2 separate regions of the Mus musculus genome follow, and region 2 is linked to region 1. Evidence: chromatin contacts called from public HiChIP or PLAC-seq data. All regions are on one chromosome and are shown on one strand. The core of a region is the stretch at or near the end of the contact, and the rest is flanking DNA. Distances in the headings are between cores, read along the strand shown. Region 1 overlaps Taf3 (TATA-box binding protein associated factor 3). Region 2 overlaps Taf3 (TATA-box binding protein associated factor 3).

The links. HiChIP or PLAC-seq counts read pairs in DNA pulled down with a chosen protein or histone mark.
Region 2: an H3K4me3 HiChIP or PLAC-seq map of bone marrow-derived macrophages shows a contact between it and region 1, with 2.6 times the contacts expected there. The contact joins two enhancer-like sites. A contact is called at or near these places in 11 of 484 Hi-C or Micro-C datasets (the AML12 cell line, ECoMG-derived neutrophils, bone marrow-derived macrophages and 7 more), 1 of 115 datasets of contacts at active chromatin or transcription factors (bone marrow-derived macrophages) and 1 of 9 other capture datasets (embryonic stem cells).

Annotation. Positions count from the first base shown.
Region 1 is chr2:9,925,064-9,929,299 of GRCm38.p6, forward strand. All of the region lies in intron 4 of Taf3 (TATA-box binding protein associated factor 3), which reads right to left. It overlaps Gm31290 (a long non-coding RNA gene), which reads left to right. Exons shown (of 3, transcript XR_003953758.1): 3 at 1-867. Among named protein-coding and RNA genes, the nearest start is that of Gm31290, 11 kb to the left of the region's middle. Within about 2 kb of position 1,553, at least 37 of the 459 cell types and tissues checked have an H3K27ac peak or open chromatin away from gene starts, as enhancers often do. A contact at or near this core is called in bone marrow-derived macrophages, where this site is marked.
Region 2 is chr2:10,002,111-10,006,814 of GRCm38.p6, forward strand. All of the region lies in intron 2 of Taf3 (TATA-box binding protein associated factor 3), which reads right to left. Among named protein-coding and RNA genes, the nearest start is that of Taf3, 44 kb to the right of the region's middle. Within about 2 kb of position 3,326, at least 16 of the 459 cell types and tissues checked have an H3K27ac peak or open chromatin away from gene starts, as enhancers often do. A contact at or near this core is called in bone marrow-derived macrophages, where this site is marked.

The DNA of each region.
Region 1 (4,236 bases), core at 303-2,802:
GTGAGTAGTATAAATCCAAGTTTTCTAAGGAAAAATACAAGCATGAATATTTGTGTGTAGTTACAAAAAAAGTTCAAAAGCATATACTCAAGTGTGTGTAAACTATTCAGAAACTGCCTCAGTAAGCTGGGATTACAGGCTACTTTTCCTTCGCTTATCCATAATTAACATATAAATCTTAGAGTAAAATTAACAAAAAAGTAAAAATATACACATCTAGGTATCTCTGGGAACTTAACACAATGATGGCTTGCCCAGTACCTTCTAGGGAAATGCTGGCCACGTTTAGTGATACATAAATGGCATGGAGCCCCAGGTTAAGTCAAAGGGCAGCACAGCACAGGTGACTGCCATCGCTGATGGAGAGCAAAAGCCTAAAGTCCAAGGAAGCAGCGAAGAGAGGCTTCCCGGTCTATGCTGTTTGTTTGTGTGGCTAAAGTAATAAATGCGTCCTTTAGCTTTTGCTATGGTTTGCATGTGGTTTGTTCCAGAAGATACATATGCTCGTGTGCTGGGTCTTCAGTGTGTTGATATGACAAGTGGAAGGATTGTCTAGAGGTGGGGTTTAGTGTGAGGGAACTTATGCATGTATCGTGTGTGTGTGTGTGTGTGTGTGTGTGTGTGTGTGTGTGTGTGTAAGGACAAGTTATTAAAGTAGACACATGATTTTATAAGACAAACTATAAATTATAACTACTTCCCCAGCTCTTGAAGTTCAGAGTTTCCTAGAGTTTGAGTTATTTTGAGTTTAGCTTCTAAGAGACTTAGGCTAGTTGAATATACAGTTTTCAAAACAATTCTTTCTTTTCTTTCCTTTCCTTTCCTTTCCTTTCCTTTCCTTTCCTTTCCTTTCCTTTCCTTTCCTTTCCTTTCCTTTCCTTTCCTTTCCTTTCCTTTCCTTTCCTTTCCTTTCCTTCCTTTCTCTCTCTCTCTCTCTTTCCTTCCTTCCTTTTCTTTCCTCCTTTCTTTTCTTTTCTTTTCTTTTCTTTTCTTTTCTTTTCTTTTCTTTTCTTTGTCTCCCTCCCTTCCCCCTCCCTTTCTTAAGAAAAATTCTTTTATTATCTAGTTTTAGCAATATGAAAAATCACATAGCAGTACAACATAGTCCAGGCTCTCCGACCAGATCTGCTAACCTGTCATCAGCACACGATTTAATCACAGTGGAGAAGATTTTGGTCCTGCTTGCTCTTGCCTTCCTGTTGACATGCACAGTAAGTTCCCCTTCAGAGCTTCCTGTTGAGTGCCAGCGGCTCCCAGAGAAAGCAATGCAGTCCACAAGTGTGCCCCGCAGTGGCTCTGCTGCTAAAGTTACAGCTCTTGGAGGATTTAGTCACAGTGCTCTAACTGCTAGAAACACTGGCGTTATTCATACAAATGTGTGGAAGGAGGGACTGTCAGAGGGATTTCTTTACCTGTTTCCCCACCACAAACAGAATGGGTCATGAGCTGTAATGCAAACTCACAGCTTGACAAGTCAATAAAGAGGCAGGCCGAGCCTCCCAGCCCCCCAGAGCCTCCAAGGTTAGAAGCAAACACAATTTGGATATGTTCTGCACAGGAGGTTTAATGATCCTCATTATTCCGCTATTGTGTGCAAACACTATGAAACCAGTAATCTAAATTATCAGAGTCCAAATAACTGGCTACTCAAGTGCTCTCAGTTGAAAAGTTCCCTCACAATGGCTTACTTATTTACCTAACAGTGAGTGGCCATTTTTAGATGATGACATGACAGAGAAAAGCACAGTAGTCATGTTTAGGGAGAGCGGCCATGTGACCTTCTGAACACAGAAATTAGTCAATGCAGAACAATCACTTTGAGGAAAAAGCATGTTGCTTAAATAGCAATTCTCCTAACTTTCTTATACATATTTAATTTTAGATTTCAGACATACCATCTGCCACAAGAAACACATTCTCACATGTTAAATGAACCTCTTCTCACAACAAATTCGGACTATTCCTGAGAGTTTACAGTACTCTGGCTGGGATACCTCGAGGTTGGTTTGTGACATGAATATGTATGTCTAGTCTTCCTGTTTTTGCATTTTCACTTTTATGGAAAGCCCCAGATAGACCTAGCCTAAATGTGGTAGTCAGTCTGGTGTGCACTCACTGGCAGATTTAAATACTATGAAAGTCACTCACTTCCAGCAATCTCCCTTCGGAGACCACCTATGAGTGCTCCATGCTCCCCTTGCCCCATGTGGGGAAAGGCGGCTGCGGTGTCTGCCTTGGCAGGAGCTGGTGGGCTGGTGAACTTAGACCCAGTCCTCATCGAGGCCTTCAGATGGCGTTTCCTTGACTGCAACTTCTAAGACCTGAGTGAAAACTGCTCAAACCCTCAGAAGCCAGCGGGGAGGCCCATTGTTTAAAACAGCTAAATTCCAGGCCTATTTGTTGTATGGGAATGGAAAACAAACACACCAAGTTTTCCACTTTTCTAGCTTCAGTATCTAAGCAAATATTCCAAACTTGGGAGGAATTCTATTTTAGAGTATCAGTACTTAAAATGCCAAACAGTGAGACAGTCATTTCCATATTTCACGTTGATCAAATACCCAAAGACAATTATGAGAATCAGTTTTATGTTGATTCTTCAAATCAATCATTATTCCTTATTCTTCTTGATCCTCACAGCTCAAAATTTAACATTCGTATAATTATAAGACAACGATAAATGGATTTAATTCCTCCAGCTCATGGCTTTGCCTCCTGAATATTTACATCGTCTCATAAAATGCGTATTTTATCTTGTCATAGCCCAAGTACACATCAAGTAGCAAACATTTTATCTTTTAATGCAGGCATGACCTATTTGAAAAATGAAACAAATTGCATGAAGTAATTAGAGAAAAACATCACCATTATAGAATCTTGTTTCCAAGGGAGAGGCCCAAATGATTATACTTCTATTGTCAAATGTTCAAAATCTGTAAAATACCCTAAAAGGGCACCAAGACTCAGATAAGTAATGAATAACGAACATTTCATTGGGCTTGCAAGAAGATGCGGCAGAGCGATAACAGACTAAGGAAAGCGGAAGGATGAGCTCTCAATAAGCCATGGGGATCGGGAAGAAACAAACACTCAGAAGCCAGCACTCTCTAACTTTGGAGTCAGGTAAATCATTCTCTATATTCAAGAAAATTAATTTGTTTTTTAAGACAGGGTCTCACTATATAGCTCTGGCCGGCCTAAAACTTGGTATGTATGTTAGGTTAGCCTTGAAGGATCCGCTTGCCTCTGTCACCCAAGTGCCACCACACTTGGTTCAGAAAATGAACTTTTACAACTGTCTTAGAATGAACAATAAGCAGAAATGAATGATATGGCATCCCCAAGCATGTCATAATGATGAGATAGTAAACATTTCAGGAGACTAGGATGCTGGTATATTGATCACACATCCATAGAAAAATGTAAGAATATATGCCGAGTGAGGTTAACACCTTATTAGCTGTAGGCCAGGTCACTTCAGAGGCCTTCAAAGCAATACAATGCTACTGTTCCTAGAAACCCAGTGGAATTCCAGTAAGACTCTGCTGCCAAAGATATGTGCTCTGGATGCCGGACACTGAGAAACAAAGCTGGAACTGAGCAGTAGGCTTTATAACTTCCTGCCAACTACCTTCATAATGCAGAAAGATGCTATGCATGCTGTTGGTGGATAAGGGTCATTAACAATCACATCCAGGTGGACACCTGTGTGTGTGTGTGTGTGTGTGTGTGTGTGTGTTGTATGCGTGTTTGCAGGTGTGTTGAGGTCAAGCTTCTTCCACGACTGCTTCTTGACCGTTTTGTGACAAGGTTTCCCACTGAAGCTGGGCCTAGAATTTGGCTGGCCTGGATGGCTATCAGGCTGCAGAAATCCGCCTCCCTCCCCTTTCCAGACCTAGGATTACAGTTGTATGCCAACATGCCCAGCCTTTCACAAGGGTGATGGGCATCTGAACTCAGCCCTCCTGTTTGCACACTAAGCACTATGTCCACCGTGCTATCCCCCCTGCCTGATTTTCTTTCCTTTACAAATACATCTATTTTCTAGATCTTTCCCTTGTGAAGGCCTAGAAGTTATGACATTGTAGTAGCAATGGGAACCTCTATAGTGCGGTTCCTCCTCCACTGATAGAATCAATGTTCTCTGAAGGAATGGTTAATTTGAGGTCTGTGGAAATGACCAGTAACACACAGGAAATACATGAAAGCTATTCAGCACTAATGAGGTTGTACTGA
Region 2 (4,704 bases), core at 2,076-4,575, 79 kb after region 1:
TGCCCCAGGCTTTCTGAGGAGACTGTGTGCATGTCAGGTGGCTCACACCCGTGTACATGTATGAAATGTCAGTAAGGCTCTCCATGCAATTAGATAAACAGATGCTAAGCACGTCCCCCTGAGTCCCCGTGAGTAAAGGTAATGCTTTTGTGGTCAGTGTCTTACTGTCTGACATCTGAGGAAGTAAGTGTGGGGTTAAAGAAGGACAGTCGGACACCTGAGCCTAGAGGAAGGTAGAGGCAAAGGCGGGCTTCCAGTGGAGAATTGAGCTCTAAGCGTATCTGTATGGGAAAGGAAGAGTCAGTGAAGAGAAGACTTGGAAGAGAGGGTGGAGCAATGGAGTGCAGTAGGCAGGCTGTCACATTCCCAGGAACAGCAGCGGCAACCAGAGCATTCAAATATATGGGCTGGGAGAGAGGCCTGGAAATCTCCACTGGAAAACCTCTCCTTGAGCTCTGTAGGTCCTCAGGCTGGAGCTGGAACCACTGGAAATGATTCACTGTTTCAACTCTACAATTTACTTTGACACTTTTTAATTGGCATATTAGAAGTATAAGGAAATCTTGGCCATGTCAAAGGTACCATCAGGTATGGTCTGTCTAATCCGCGGCTTTTCCTTCGTCAGCCCCAATATCAGTGTGAACTGAGAAGTCCTTCCTGGGGTGTGTGGGCTGACTTCAGATGACTCGGCATCGAACACTCCAGGGCTCTTCTCTGCTTCAGCGCCAGGCAGTCAATTCAGCGGCCCTCAACAGTGTGCAGCTCTCACCTGCGTTCTGCTCACCCCTCCCCTATCGCAGCAGAAGTGCAGGGAGTAAAGAAAGGAGGTGGAGAGCAGAGGCCAGCCACCCACAGAGGACCATCGCGAACACAAAGCCTTTCTTGACTCTTGGTGAACACAAAAAGTTCTCTCCAAACAGTGACAATTTTATAAGCAAAAATGTCAAACAGTGGTCATGGCTAAACTATTTTACATAAAACATAAGAACCACCTAATCTTCCTTAGCGAACCCTTTTCTTTTTTTTTTTTTTTTAAATATTTATTTATTTATTATATGTAAGTACACTGTCGCTGTCTTCAGACACTCCAGAAGAGGGAGTCAGATTTCTTTATGGATGGTTGTGAGCCACCATGTGGTTGCTGGGATTTGAACTCCAGACCTTTGGAATTGCTGTCGGGTGCTCTTACCCACTGAGCCATCTCACCAGCCCTAGCGAACCCTTTTCTAATGGTAGTAGTTAACAAACTGCTGAAAGCTTAATTTTTCAAATCGTGTGTGTGTGTGTGTGTTGTGTGTGTGTGTTGTGTGCGCCCAAGTGCACATGCCTATACAAGTGGAAGATGTTGGGTATCCTACAAGCCTTTGTCTTATTCCTGTAGGGTAGGCTTTCTCCATAAACCAGGAGCTGGGCTGAGAGCCAGCAAACCGCAGTCACCCAGTGATCCTTCTGGCTCCTCCCTCCACAGTGCCGCTTGCCCTACACACATCACGCACAGTCATGCCAGGTTCTTTTCATGAGTGCAGAAGGATTCAAACACAGGGCCTCAGGCTTGCATGGCAGGTGTTTGCCCTATGACCCTTCTCCCTAGCCTTTTAGTTACTTTCTTACCATGCTTGCTTTTATTCCACATATGAAAGCTATTTCACACAACATTTAAAGCTATTCTTAATACAGTTAGGACATGTGGCACATGCCTGGAATCTCAGTACTTTTGAAGCTGTGGTTGGAGAACTGCCATTAGCTTGAACCAGGCTGTGGAACACAGTGTGACCTGTCTCACTCTTCACTCAAGAGGTATTGTAAACAACTTTATAATAATATCAATGAATGGTAGTTTTTGCTCATCTTGTAGATTTTACTTCCTGAATACAACTAAAAGAAGTACTGGAAGGCAGATGTCATAGTATGTTCAAGTCAGAGTATTAGATCATGATGGGGAACGGCAATGTGCTACAGTGTACACAGGTTTCTCATTTAAGGTCTGCAGCCGCTCTGAACTCCCACTGCTGCTCTCAGTTACTAAGCAGGAAAGCAGCTCCCAGGCCTAAGAGCCGTGAAGCTGCTTCTCCCCTCTGTCCCCACGCTAGAGACTGAGTGGATAGAGGGCCTGGCTTGTGCTGTTACAGACCACAGCCCTCTACAGATAACATATGTATGTATACTCTAGACTGCAGGCTCTTCTGAGGACCATCCCACTCCACAGTCCAGGGTGTAAATGAGCCCACTGCCCACACTGCTAGCCAGGCAGTCCCCGACTAGCTAGTACTTGTGTCACTTAGTAACCCTGTCAGTTATCAGATCGGTGCAAAAGTATCACATAGCTTGTGATCAAGTGACCCTTACTTTATTTAATAATGGCCCACAGGGAAAGCGGTGATCCTGGTGAGTCAGATGTGAAACCCTGTCTCAAAAACAAAACAAAACAAAACAAAACAACAACAAAAACCCCAAAATCCAAACTGAAAAAAATCAAACAAAGAAAACAAACTATCATCAACAAGAACAAGAAGAAGAAATATACACCAAGCACATCCATTTACAATTGTGGCTCTTGACAAGTTGGACATACTCAGATGCAGACAGAAAACTGCGGTAACTATTCCTTCCCAATGAACCGTGGTCTAACTGATCACTGGTCTAACTGATCATTACTCTGCCACAAGCACAGGTACTGTCTGAACCTAGATTCTATCACTGAACTTGACGTCTGAGAGATTTTTCTACACTCTGTCTTCCTAAAGATCCTTTTTTAGTGTTATATAACATTTCACGGCCTTTATTATATTATTGATAGGTATTTTAATCAGCTTTCATATCTAAAATTTTATATATTTCTCTTTTAAAAGGGTCTCAAAATTTGAGGGTCTTGCCATTGAGTAGTTTAGGCTGGCCTTCAAGTCATAATTCTAGTGCCTCAATCTCTAAAGTGCTTCTGGAATAAGAGCCAAGAAACCTCACTCAAGCGCCACCTCTGTCACTAACAGTTCTGAAATTCCTGCTCATGCCATGCATGCCCGCTGAGGTTGTATTTAGCATGCCTTGCAGCGTGAGGTCAGAGGCACAGCACCTGTGGCCTCTCATTATGCACACCAGTGGCATGTAGTACATACTCAAATGCAGTACACTGAAAAACTAGAGATCTTAAAGTACAATGAGTCCGCCACAAGGGGACCATGACACGAGGAGACAAAGACATGTGCTTCCATCAGACAGGGGCTCCTATCAGCCAGCCGTCTCCAAAATAACACATGAGATCCCAAAGGAGGAGGCATGTGTCATGTGATTAAAGGCCATGTTCTCTATTTCTGTCCCATATTGGCTTTGTAGTTCTCGGTCAAGTCACTTCCTCAAAAGGACTCAGCAGCCAGCCATCTTAGCTCCAACACTTCTGTGCTTTACCATGGCACATTACTAAAGGGAATGTGTATTGCTAGTGTATTAAAATAGTACCCCAAACCCCACTGTATATGATATCATGTTTTGTTCACGGTCCAAGGATTTAGAAGTAAACCGGTGCCAAAATACTGTAAATGTTTCCCCCCTTTGTGCCTTCAAGAATTGAGCAAGAAATGACAACTATATTTTCTTTAACATTTGCAGACAATTTCAGGCTAAGAAATGGGGCTATCTGACTTGGGTTTTAAACACTGAGAAATTAGCTAACTAATAACTGCAAACAGTCAACTATGAAAGGAATGGCAAGGCCTCTAAGTATTCCACCTCAACACCCACCGGGTCTAAGATCAGTCCCAAAGCTACACACTCAAACTGTCTTTTCAGAATTGTATAAAATCAGTATTAACTGCCTCTAAGGACTCAGACACTGCTACTGTCTCATGTACTCTACGAGGCTTTAGACTAAGCGTGTGGTCGTGTGACAGAAGCTATAGCCACATTATAAAGAAAGACTTGAACAGCCCAAGAAGGGCGGCAACAGCAAAACTAAACATGAGGTGAGGGATCGCCACTGGAATGGAGCGAGCGAGCGAGAAGGAACTCCAGAGAGCTCCGCAGGCCAGGCTGACAGTTACTTAGATTGCTGAGGATAAAGGAGGCAGATGAGGTCCCTGTGCAGGGAGAAAGCAGCACGCTTCCCGGCGTCAGGCCACCTGTCTGAGGAGGGGAAGACAAGCTTTAGGAGGTGAAAAAAGCCCTTCCAGCCCACGGGAAGATTTCAGGGGAAATGAGGATCTTGGCATCTCTCCAGTGATAACAATAATTAAACCAAGGAACTTTCACAACTTTTGAAAATATGTGTCGATGTCCAAATTCACAGATTACACGCGACATGACATAACAATTTACATTCATGACTGTAGACAGCTATCACACACTAATTTCTATACCGTCCCTTTCTTTTGTCCCGTGAACACCAGATATCAACAATCTCGACCTAAAGCTTCAACAATAAGTGGTCTTTTAACGAAACCATGAGGAAATGTTTAGAATATGTGCACGTGGGATAACCTACACCTAGACTTTCTTGCCCCAAGTAACTTTATATAAAATGTTCTATTTCAGCTTACAGAACGCCAGGTTCACAGTTAAAAATATGAGTGTTCGCTAAACAGGAAGCTAAAGTGTTGTTTTCAGGAAACAATAATTATTTTAAAATTCTAAAATGTACTTCAGACTGTTTTAAAAAAATTCATCTTAAACAGTGCTCTCATTTCTCTACTAAAATTTTTATTTAACAATTAC